3 separate regions of the Mus musculus genome follow, and regions 2 and 3 are each linked to region 1. The links are chromatin contacts, called in public promoter capture Hi-C maps. All regions are on one chromosome and are shown on one strand. Each heading gives the region's core, a stretch centred on a gene start, on an enhancer-like site or on the middle of the called end of the contact. The rest is flanking DNA. Distances are from core to core; before and after follow the strand shown.

What was found. Promoter capture Hi-C pulls out the DNA fragments that hold promoters and counts their contacts.
Region 2: a contact with region 1 is called in a promoter capture Hi-C map of liver, with 4 times the contacts expected there. The contact joins the enhancer-like site here to the promoter of Ube2e2 in region 1. A contact is called at or near these places in 17 of 39 promoter capture datasets (the 3T3-L1 cell line, 3T3-L1-derived adipocytes, the HPC-7 cell line and 10 more), 3 of 484 Hi-C or Micro-C datasets (cerebral cortex, cortical neurons and ventral hippocampal neurons), 4 of 115 datasets of contacts at active chromatin or transcription factors (astrocytes, embryonic stem cells and stem cell-derived neural progenitor cells) and 3 of 9 other capture datasets (adipose tissue, embryonic stem cells and liver).
Region 3: a contact with region 1 is called in a promoter capture Hi-C map of liver, with 3 times the contacts expected there. The contact joins the enhancer-like site here to the promoter of Ube2e2 in region 1. A contact is called at or near these places in 9 of 39 promoter capture datasets (the 3T3-L1 cell line, cranial neural crest, embryonic stem cells and 5 more), 3 of 115 datasets of contacts at active chromatin or transcription factors (embryonic forebrain and stem cell-derived neural progenitor cells) and 1 of 9 other capture datasets (adipose tissue).

The regions. Positions count from the first base shown.
Region 1 is chr14:18,891,664-18,895,658 of GRCm38.p6, reverse strand. It overlaps Ube2e2 (ubiquitin-conjugating enzyme E2E 2), which reads left to right and starts at 1,888. Exons shown (of 6, transcript NM_144839.2): 1 at 1,888-2,074.
Region 2 is chr14:18,374,242-18,378,154 of GRCm38.p6, reverse strand. No RefSeq gene overlaps it. Among named protein-coding and RNA genes, the nearest start is that of Ube2e1, 44 kb to the right of the region's middle. Within about 2 kb of position 1,719, at least 13 of the 459 cell types and tissues checked have an H3K27ac peak or open chromatin away from gene starts, as enhancers often do. A contact at or near this core is called in liver, where this site is marked.
Region 3 is chr14:18,301,012-18,304,981 of GRCm38.p6, reverse strand. The region is part of intron 3 of Ube2e1 (ubiquitin-conjugating enzyme E2E 1); the gene reads left to right. It overlaps Gm41098 (a long non-coding RNA gene), which reads left to right. Exons shown (of 2, transcript XR_874229.3): 1 at 1-991; 2 at 1,030-3,970. Among named protein-coding and RNA genes, the nearest start is that of Gm41098, 6.2 kb to the left of the region's middle. Within about 2 kb of position 1,516, at least 60 of the 459 cell types and tissues checked have an H3K27ac peak or open chromatin away from gene starts, as enhancers often do. A contact at or near this core is called in hippocampal neurons and liver, where this site is marked.

The DNA of each region.
Region 1 (3,995 bases), core at 639-3,138:
TATAGTCCTGTTTTGAACTTTGAAAAATGCCAGCTAAAACATCTGCAGATGGACAAAATGCTGCTGAAACACAGTTTCAACAATGGCATCGAAGCTCTTCAATTCTATTCCCTGAGTGGAAGCTGACATCACAACATCCCCAAGCCCCACTGCCAGTGACAGAACAACAAAACGACTCAACAGTGGCTGGGGCAGAAGGGTGTTTTCTTATGAAACATTCATTGTAAGCCAACAGCACACACACAGAAGCATAGGCTACCAGAGGCAGGATGTAGAGTTCAGTGGCAGAACTTCTGTGCCTGCTTAGCCTGTTGAAGCCCTGGGTCAAATCCCAGCATCAAAACAAAACAATTTTTAAAGGGTTTCAAAACACAGTCAAGGCTCTGCTACTTCTGTATTCTTGAAACATAATCAGAAGAATGGGAATAGGCAAAGAGTTCATGAGGTTAAGACTGTCTATGAAATACTGTATTTGATCATATTCTAAATATGATGCATTTCTACTAATACACTGTACTATGTCGGAAATACACACACCATGAGACAGATTTAAGTGGCCACACAAACCAGAAAACCAGGTTTCACTCATTTCTAACTCTTCCTCTCATACATTCTTGAGCTGACATTCGTAAGGACAAAGGTGCTGTCATTTTTTTTTTCTCAGTAGTCAGTTCCAGGCTAGACATTACTAGCTGCTTTGGGCAGTTTTCAGTGATGTAATTGGTTAAAAGCCAGTTCTTGAATGTATCTCGTGGAAGCATTTTCTGTTCCAGATACAGGTTATGAGTCTTGTATTGCTCTAGTCTCTGGGGTCTTTTTGCACTAGTTGTTTAGGCTGCTTGATTGACTCAGAACTTCACATTCCCATGGTGGCCTATGGCATCTGGTAGGTTGGGTTTCCCATGGTTTCCTATGTATTGGCTAGCACTGTTCAAGTGATTTGGACCATACTTGAAATGGAGGTCTGTCTTTAGCCCTCTCTGCTGAGCAGGACTAGTGCATGGGCTCAGCCACTCCCAAGAATCCTCACAGAAGTTAAGAGTAGTCCTAGATCTCAGCGGTTATGATAGGCTGGAGGTGTTGTGTGTGTGTGTGTGTGGGTGGTGGTGGTGGTGGTGGTGGTGGTGGTGGTGGTGGTGGTGGTGGTGGTGGTGAAGTGAGTTCATGGGCGCTGAGTTAACAAAGCATGTGCAGGTTTTTGTTTTGTTTTGTTTTGTTTTGTTTTAAGTAGCTATTTTGGGCTACAATGACAGGGCAACCTTATATTCCTCAGGCCACCCACAGCATGGCTACTATCCCACCTGTGTCTTTCAGGCACAGTGGCAGCCTCCCACTTGCTCTGATAGTGCTGCCCCCTTCGTCCCGCCCCGCCCTCCCCAGCCTCCCAGAGTGACAGCTAGCAGCCCTGGACAGGACTAGGCACCGCAGGACCTTCCCTGCAGCAGTTAAGGGGTAAAATGTGGCTTCACCCGGGCCCACGCGAAGTTTTCCAACAGCGGTGCAGGTGGGTCCTGCGCGAGCACGAGCTGGTGGTGCAGGTGTGTGTGTGTGTGTGTGTGTGTGTGTGTGTGTGTGTGTGTTCTCCCTACCCCTCATCCCAGTCCGCCGCACTGCACCTTATTGAAGCGCAACCCCACCCCTTAGCCCGCGTGTCCCTTTAATTCGTGCGCTCCTCAAGGTCCTCTCGTCCCTCCCTTCCCGCCGCCGTTGAGCCTCGATTTCCCTCCTCCCTTTCCCTTCGCCCTAACCCGCCTTTGCTCCGGCCCGCCCAGCCCAGGACTCAGCTGTCACTTTACTTTTGCGCGCGCACCTCACAGGTCCTCGAGCGGGCACGCGCCGGCGGGGGCGGGGCTAAATCGCGTCGCGGGCTCGCGGGCGCGACACCGCGAGGCCGACGTGGGGCTCGCGCTGTCGCGGGCTCTCAGGGCAGGCAGGGCGAGCGCGCGCTTGGGAGGGGGCGCGCGCGGACGGCGGGCGGCGGCGGCGGTGGCGGCGGCGGCGGCTCGCGGAGGCGGCGGTTTCACTCCCGGACTCGGCGTCGGAGCCGCGGCTGGAGCGCGGGCGACGCCGCGAGGTGAGTAGGTGAGGGCGGGCGGGCGTGGCCGCGGCCAGAGCCGCGGCGTGGGGCGCGCGGGGACCCCACGCGGCGAGGGCCAGCCCGGCGAGATCCCCGCCCCCGCCGCGGCCTCGGCTCGGGTGCGCGCCCGCGGCCCCGCAGGCCTCCCTGACCCTGCGCGTGTCCGCTGGGGCCCGCGCGCCCCTCCCCCGTCCCGCAGAGTGTGGCCGTCCTTCGCCCACGAGGACCTCTCCCCTCCCCTCCCGAGCCCACCGCAGCCAGGAACTAAGTCTCCGCAAAGTCCAGGATGGATGTCGCGGCGCAAAGTGCCCGGCTGTCCGGAGCTCTTCCCAAATTGCATAATTGCTACAGGAGGTGAGGGTGAGGGAGTACCCGCTGGGTGTGTGCGTGATGCCCCGGGGTGTGGGTTGTCACACTGGTCTTTTGTAATGCCCGATGCTTGGCACAGTTTGGCTCCGAAGCCAGTTTTCCTCTGGCTTCTCTGCAGCACCCACTGGCCTGATTGGAAACTGGATTACCCTTGTCCTCCCACCCCCACCCACCCCCTCTTCGCTACTAATGTTTTGATCCATTTGCCCTTTTCCAATTCTAATGAACATAAAGCCTGGCTTCTTGTGTCTCTTTTTCCACAACTAACCAGAAATGCCCCATCCATCTTCCCTAAAGGAAATTAAGGCCGCATTAGAGAGACATCATCACCCTGGGCTTGGTGGCAGCTCTTGGACTTATTTGCTGATTTGCAAGATTCTTATCCTCTAACCTTGTATTTTGTAATTTTGAGGGTCTACTTGAGTATTTCCATTTTAAAGTACAAAAGAATGTGCTAGGACTTACCTCTGATTACCTTACTGTTTTTAAGATTTTTTTAAAGCTCATCTTAGTTTTAAATCCTTGGATTTTGAAAAGCATGCTCTAGAAATGCAATCTTGGGAATCTAAATATTTGTCTTTCTTCAGGCAGTCAGGATGCTCCTGGGCGCTTGGCAGTCTTGTTTGTGGGTGATGGTGAAGATGGAGTGTTTTCATATGTCATACCTTGAGCTCTTTCCTCTAGGGCACAGCACTTCCCTCAATCAGGTGCTCCACTTTTATTTTCCAAATAAATATCTTTTCAGACACTTGGGAAGCTGGATAGCGCTACAGGTTTGGCGTATAATATAAAGTATTTTATGTTTTGGAAAAGTTCAGAAATCACAAGTAGAAAAACTGGTATGCCAATGCAAGTTCACATTTTCCTGTTGCAGCTGCACAAATGAATACTTGCTTTTCTAAGTTTTTAAAAATCATGACATTTGATGATTTGAATAGTAATGTGGACTTGAGTACTGTTGGTTTCATCGGTGGGATTTGTTTAGATCCGTAAGTTTTTCTGAAACACGCTAATTTCACTCACTATGTGCTGGGAATTTCCAGAGCCTGATGACATCACAGAGCACATAGTCAATAAAGCTCAAAAAGAATGAGTGTGTTTAAATACCTAAATGTAATATGTTTATATTTAGTTAGAAACTAAGGGTTACTTGAATCTGAAGTAAAAATATCACTTTAGGTGTCTTAAGATCTTTGAAACTGTCATTGGAGGATGTATTTGTGTTTAGATCCCTGGAATTTAGCTTCCTTCTAGGTTAGGGAATTAGCTCTTTAGGAATTAATTTTAAAATGCCAGAGAAGTTAATATGTAGAAGTTTTAATTCAGGGACCTACTCATTTTTACTTTAGAGAGACAAGGCACCAATTTTATACATAGTTCATTTGAGTGACCTGCAGAGGATTTCCTCTCATAAGAGTTAATTGTGCCAGAGTACACAATCATGTTGTCCCCTTTTTTCTGTAATCAAGGATTCAGAAAACACTCAGCAGAAAGTCTCTTAAGTCTTGACATTTGAATAGGAGATACAGAGCCTTTGTCTAAATGGTTT
Region 2 (3,913 bases), core at 470-2,969, 520 kb after region 1:
CACCCAGTGGCACTCACAGGCATTGCTCAGTCCCACTCAAGTCAGTTCCCTGCCTCCTGGCGAGGAAGACTGAACTGATGAGCAGCTGTGGGGGTCACACCCCTAATCTTAGTACTGCAAGTTAGAGGCCAGCCTGGGGTGCAGAGTGTGACCTGTCTCAAAAAGCAAAGAACAGCAAAGGCAGACAGAGGACTAACTCCCCTTGGAGGTGCTTCCACACGGCTTAGCCCCAGCAGCTCTATGAAGATCACATCGCTCTTACTGTCCCAGGCCAAAGTCAGGAAGTACCAATCAAGCCATTAATTGGAAATCTGCTTTAAAACAAGTAACAGGAATTGGAATATCAGTGAGGTTCTAGAATTTACTGTTTAAAAATGCAAAACAGGTTGCTAATGGCCCCATAGAGGATGGTGAGGCATTTATCTTGTCTGTCCCCAAAACCCTCAATTTCAGAAGAAAGGAGCTGATTCAGTCAGGAGTCTCTAGAAGAGTGGTTCTCAAGCTGTGGGTCACAACCATCAAAAAACACATTATTGCCAATGGTCTTAGGAACTGAGACACTGCTCAGAGCAAAATTACAGTTATGAAATAGCCATAAAAAAAACTTTATGGTGGGGGGTAACCATGATATAAAGAACTGTATTAAAAGGCCATAGCATTAGAAAAGTTGAGAACCACTGAGCTAAAATAAACAGAACCAAGAAGATGAAAACACACATTCCCATACACATATACATACATATACAAACACACACAGAGGTACATACATGTATATGAGAGACACAAATACTCACACACACATATACAGACACACACATACACTCACACACAGGCACAAACACACTCACAAACACATATACAGACATATACAGACACACATACAGAGACACACATATACACACCCAGAGATATAAACACTAACACACATACACAGACAGACACTCACACATACACTCACACATATGCACACACACATACACACACACCACACATACACACACACATACACACACATACACACACATACACACACACACACACACACACACACACACACACACATACCTTCAACAGCCAGAGTAGACCCAGAATAGCTGTCTCTTACTAGAGGACTATAACCAGTGGTCACTCAGTACACAAGTCAGGGGACCTCAGCATTCACAATCTGGCACTGGGAGACCAGAAAGTTCCTAGAGAGCCACTGCTCTCTGTTCCACAATGAAAGCTTGGAAATACTGGTCCTGCCAGTGAAAGAATTGGCAAGTCAACTCAGCAGCAAGAAGGAAGACCAAGTGAAGGTGAGACAACTTCCCTCTGACATAGACATGTTGTCTGGGCCTGCAATTGGGGTGGGCTTTCCCCATCAATCAAGGCAATCGGGACAATGCTTCAGATGAGGGTCCCTACTTAGGAGGTGCTAATTTGTAGCAAATTGACATGAAAACCAACCATAACAATGGCAGATGCTGGATGCCATAGCTAGACCCAAGGAAACATTTGTGAGTTGGAACTAGGACTGCTCCAAGGAGATGAATTGTGGCCTGACTACTGCTTGGCAAGAAAATGACTCCTTTGGCCTGCTCGGCTCTTGAAAGATCAGCTCCACTCAGAAGACAGACTGCTGAGTGAGCTCAGCTTAAACCTAGATGTCAGCCATTGGCTTCTCAGCTGGACACCCTGTTGCAGTGGCATTAGGACACACTGTGTCCACTTGGCATGTGTGTAAAGCCAGCAGGCATCCTTAACACTGACCCAGACTACCCTGCACACTTGCTCCGTGGTTTCTCACCTGGCACCCTGAAGCTGTGGCTTGTGGCCAAGCTGTTTCATAACTTCATGTTTGTACAAACTTGGGTGTGGGATGCGAAGGGCAAAGGGAACTGGAATAGAGGGGTCCAAGACCTTAGTTAACCCTCTGTGATCTACCATCTGGGCACACATACTCTAGTCCTAGTGAATCTGTAGGGTGTCAACTTTCTCTCTATAATGGCAAAGGGACTCACCTAAGGACACTTCCCTCCTACCCAAAGCCAATTTAAAAAGGTCTGTGGGGGGGGGGGGGGGCAGGGGGGGTCCTTCCTTTTCTTGCAGTCTCCCCCTGCTGTGTCAATAAATACAATTCTTTCTTCTACCTCATCCCTGTCCCCCTGCCCCTGAGACAGTCCGAAGCATGTGATATCAGCAGTTTTCACTGTCCGTTGTCAGATTCAGATTCCTCCAGAGCCTCCTGAGGTTGCTATTTTTCCCCAAAGGCATGCACTAGTGCTAGTGACGTACACATGCACTTCTGTGTACTTCTTGCCAAGTGAGCACCCATACCCTGGGCCTAAGCCTTTCAGAAGCTGGCTGGGATGAGCACTGTGGGCCTTGGACAGAAGTGACAGGCAGCTGTGGACAGTTGCCAGGGCTGACCCTGCCTCTAGTGGAGTCAACTGCTCTCCATTCTCAATCCTGTTGCTTGATTGAGCAGACCCTACTTCCATTATCATTTCCAGGAAGGGACCAGGGACCTCAGACTGTCCTCAGTTTAAGGGTGGATACCTGACTCCATGAGAAGGCACCACAGGATTGTTGCTGGTACTGTTAGGACTGAGACAAGCACCTTGGGAAAGGCAGATGCACTGTTTGACTTGGGATCACCGAGTCCTCCAGATAGATTTGTCCCCTTTGGTTTCCCAGTTATGTGATCCCCCTTTCTCATGAAGCAATGCTTGGTTCACTCTGTCCCTTATAGTTAAGTCCCAACCAGGGCTGGGAAGATGGCTCAGTAGATAAAGTGCTTGCTGTACAAGCCTGGTGACCACATTCCAATCCTCAGACGTAAGAGCCAGGCAGGCATGGCTGTTACCTGTAATCCCAGCACTCAGGAAGAATGGGGCGAGGCGGGCTGGATGAGCTTGGGGTTCAGTGAGAGACCCTGCCTAAAAGCTTTGTGTCTTCTGATGTCATTTTTCATTTCATGTTTTAATCAAGTAACTGCATTATTTTTATATTTTTGTTTGTTTGTTTATTTTGTGTGTGTTTTTTCAACAAATGCACACACATACACACACACACACTATGGTGTATACGGATAAATATACGTAGAAATCAGCAGACAATTTTGGGGAGTCTGTTCTCTTCTTCTGCCATGTGGGTTCTGGGGACTGAGCTCAGATCAGAAAGTACCTTTACCTGCTGAGCCATCTTCCTGATCCTCTACTTTGAGTGACATCAGAAGACACAAAGTGATAATAACTTCAGGCCTCCATGTGTACCTCACAAACACACACATGCATTTTTAAAAGTCCAAACCAGAAGATGTTGATACAGTTCAACTGTTATGTGCTTGTCTAGTATGTACAAGGCCCTGGGTTCAATCCCCTGCACTACATAAAGCAGTGCTTACTTGTGATCCCACAACTCTACCTAGGAAGTAGAACCAGGATTAGAACTTCTAGGTTAGCCCCAGCTACATTCCCAGTTTGTGGGCCAGCCTACATGAGTCCCAGGCTAAAACTGCAACCAACCATGATAAGCCAGAGATGCACAGACCCTTTTATGAGAACTTCTCTCAATGATTTATCAGGGATCATCCCACACCAGAACCTCCACTAAAGTCCCAATTCCCCAACCTGTGAGTAATGGTGGGGGGGGGGGGGACTGCTATGTAGGCAAGTTAACTGTTGGGAGGATTACAGCACACACCTGTCCCAGCCCTTTCTCTCTGGTTCCAAAAGATCCTGGAGCATCCTTCCCTCGGTTACTAAAGCGTAGCTAACTTTACTTCCCGCTTTTTAACTTCCATTGCAGCCCTTTCTAAAGAACTGTGACACCCAGTGAAACAGCCATGGAGAATTTATGACTTTCATTATTATGACATGTGAACAGAGTTGTCTAATTGCTTTTGTCCACTGGTGTATAACGATGTGGA
Region 3 (3,970 bases), core at 267-2,766, 590 kb after region 1:
ACAGCAACACTGTATACAATAAATAAATTAATTAAAAAAAAAAGGATTGTTTCAAGCTGGGTGTAGTGGCACACGCCTTTAATCCCAGCACTAGGGAGGAAGAGGCAGGCGGATTTCTGGGTTCCAGGATAGCCAGGGCTATACAGAGAAACCCTGTCTCGAAAAACAAAAACAAAAAAGTATTGTTTCTCTTACAGCACAGAACTTTTTGTGTATAAGAAACTAGCTCATGGCTGGAGAGATGGCTCAGCGGTTAAGAGCACTGACGGCTCTTCCGAAGGTCCTGAGTTCAATTCCCAGCAACCACATGGTGGCTCACAACCATCTGTAACGAGATCTGGCGCCCTCTTCTGGAGTGTCTGAAGGCAGCTACAGTGTACTTACATAACATCAATCAATCAATCAATCAATCAATCAGTGTACTTACATAAAATCAATCAATCAATCAAAAAAAGAAAAGAAAAGAAACTAGCTCATACCATGCAGTCGTCTCAGTTCCAGCTAAGGTGTGTGAGACAGTTTTACTTGGCATGTGTGCCTGTCTGCATGCACAGTGCAAAGCGCACACATCATGTGCTCTGCTCCAGGCAAGGCTTCAGTGAAATTACCTTGGATACATTATATGTTTGGATTTGAGTTAGGTCCCAGTCATTGTGTGTTTACTATAACCTCACGTTCAGTTACGCATCGTGAAGCATAACCTTGCATTTGCATTTCTGGTTACTAGAGCCTCTTACTGTTTCTCCATGAGCAGGCTCCAGTGTCTCACCACTTTTTTGAGTGTTTGAATCATACCATAGGTGTTAAATGATTACCAGGCTCCTCACTCCAAACACTAGCCTAGTTGAAGCTTTTACCTATAGCAATAGGAGGTCGTTTATAGAGAAGGTTTGGGATAGAGAGAGCTGGGTTTGGCCTTTACCAGTTAATAGTAGCTAAGTGGCTGTGGGTAGGTTAAGGTTACTTACCTTAGCTAAGTGGCTGTGGGTAGGTTAAGGTTACTTACCTTAGCTAAGTGGCTGTGGGTAGGTTAAGGTTACCTTAAGGCTCCCTCTGATTCTTGGATGCAAAAGGGGGTAAAATTCTTTCCAGAGTGGTATTTTAAAGAACCTGCTGTGACTTTGCTTTATCTAAAAATCTTCCTGGCTCTTTAAAGGCCTTGCATGATTTGGCCTAATTTGTCTACCCAGCAGTCAAACTTCTATTTTGTCTAGCACAGAACTCACCAGATCCTAAAGTCTAAGTGGGTAATTTGTAAACCGCAAGCTTGTTGTACTACAGTAAACACATGAGAATGTACTTTATACTTGCTACTCCGGGCCTTGCAGTCTTGTGTGGAAAGGCCACTGAACTCGCCTGCAGAACCATGTCTGTGGATGCCGTTTTGCCTTAGAGTGAAGGCTGGTTTTAGCTGGTGTCATTGTGATGGAGCCCAGAGACAGAAGCAGCTTGTGCTCAGAGCGGCAGATCTGGCTGGCTGGAGATGAACATTCTGTCCCCTGTTCAGGTTTCTGGGGACTGGGGACTAGTGCTGCAGCTGCTGCTGCTCCAGGACTGGCAGCCACCCCTCCTGACAGATGTCTTGCCAAGAGAGTCTGAGTGCTCTAATTTTATCACTTTAGCAGTGTCTTGCCTGGTAGTCCTCACTCGAGTGGTCATTGTCAGCATGAACACCCACTAACAGAATTTCAAAGTGGCAACTGTGGATGGTGCATTTAGTTAACTGTACTAGGAGAGGTATGTAGGAGAGAAACTGCAGTTTAGTGGCCATCCAACAAGTATGTCTTACCTCAGTCTCCTGCTCATGTCTTAGACTTGTGAGCCCTGGCTCTTTAAAGAACAGCCCAACCAAGGGGCCAAATAAACTCTTTTGAAGTAATTCTGTTCCTTAAAATTAATTTTCTCTTTATAAGCCACAAGCTAATCTGCATGAATCTGTAGGGTGTGTGTAAGGGCATGGTGTCCATGTCAGGTGGCTCCTGCAGTCACTCTCCACCCTTACTGACTGAGATGGGCTGAGCCCAAATCGTGTGATGTTGGTTAATAGGCCAACATGCCCTGGAAAGTCGCCTGTCTCAGCCCACCATGCTGGGACTACTTGTGTACACTGTCAGTCTGGCTTCATGAATGCTGGCCATCTGAATCCCAGGCTGCACACGGGAAGCACTTCATTTTCTGAGCTGTCTTCCTGGCATGTTGTTTGTTACCTGTGAGAAGTGTTTTGTTTTGTTTTGTTTGAGAACGGCTTCTCTGTCTCTCAGTTTATAACTCAGGCTGTCTTTCAACTTGCAGAACTTTGCCTGCTATTGCAGGAATGCAGCACCACATCCAGTTTAAAGGATTTTCTTATCAGTTTCTGATATCCACACCTCCCTCTGTTTATCCTTTATGGAACATTTTTCCTGTTGTTTGTTTGTTTCTTGAACCTTCTTTTTGCATTTTAATGTTTTAGATCTCAGCTGACTTTCCCTGGAGGTTTTGAAATCTGTGCTTTTACTTTTAATTTCCAGAAGGAAAAAAATATTTTTGTCTTGAAATTTCCTTTTCTCTACAATTTTGGTTTCCTGTTGCTGGCTGCCCTCTAGTTTTGGTCATTGAATTATATTTTATAGAGGCACTGTACTCCTTGGTTGTCTAATGCAGATGTAATACCTGTATTGAGAGCTGGGCGTCCATCTGGGAGCTGAGTAGAGGAAGAAAACTGAGGGTCTTATTGTCCACAGCACCTCTCTCCTCATCCATATTAATGACCTTGGTATTGAGTCTTTCCTATTGTTTTTTCCCCCATCTCTAGAAGATACAACCAGTTAAGTGAAATTTCTGTTGCTACTTAACAGCTTACTGCAAATGTAGCAATTCACAACAATGTGCACATTTAGTAACTTGGGCCGGTTTGGCTCAGTCTCCTGCTCAGGGTCTCTTAAGCCTGCAGTCCAAAACTGGCTGTCATGTGTCCTCTTTAAAATCCCTTCCAGGCTTAAACAGTCTCTGGCCCAATCTGGTTCCTTGCAACTCTAAGACTGAGGCTCCGTGCTTATAGTAGCCACTTGTAATTCTCTGGCCTCTGTGGGGAGTTTGTATCACAGCAAGGTTAGCAGGTGACTCTGCTGTCTGACTGTAAAGACAGAGCCTTGTGTAAGTTAAGCACAACCTGGTCTGTGGTGTGGTTTCGGCTATAAGGAAGTTGAAACAGCCCTTCTTAGAACTCTACCTGTCACAGAGGTTCTCGTGACTTCCCCTTGGCACTTGGAGCCAGTTCTCCCTTGAACCAAACATTCTCTTGTAGCACTGCAGCCTCCAGAGGCACCACACTTCCTCAGGAGACTGTGTTGACTGATGCACTTGAGCCTAACTTGTTTCTTGTCAACCCTTTGCCATTATCTGCTTTCTAACTTCCTAGCCTTCCTAGCTCTTCTTTTCCTGCCCAGCACATGTGTCTTTTTAAAAGCCCTTACTGCAATGCTGGTGGAGATCAGAGGAATATTCACTATACCATCTTTTATTTTATCTGTTCCCTTTAAGGAAGAAAAAAATTCCTCACATGCTTCATTTTTATATCCCTTTGCTCTTTAATTTTGGTTTGTTCAGGCATGCATTTGGGTTCCTTAACCCTACTATGTATCTTAAAGGCTACTTTTCACCTTGAGCTGTGAGTAACTGTCTTCTTTCTATCAAACCTTTATTATTATTTTTCTTTGCTTTTAGGCCTTTTATATGAACTTAGATGGAATACTTAGCTACCTAAGCCATTAGTTCTCTGAAAATATGCTTCATGTAAAATTGAACATTCAGAGTTAAGCTTGGTGACATATGCCTTTGCTCTTAGCACTCAGGAGGCAGACCAGTGGATCTCTAATTCAAGTTCCACCTAGTCTAAATATAAGTAGCAAGTTCTAGGCCAGCCATGTATACATAGTAAGACCTTATCTCAAAATAAAATGGGAAAGTCATAGAATAAGACATTTTTATT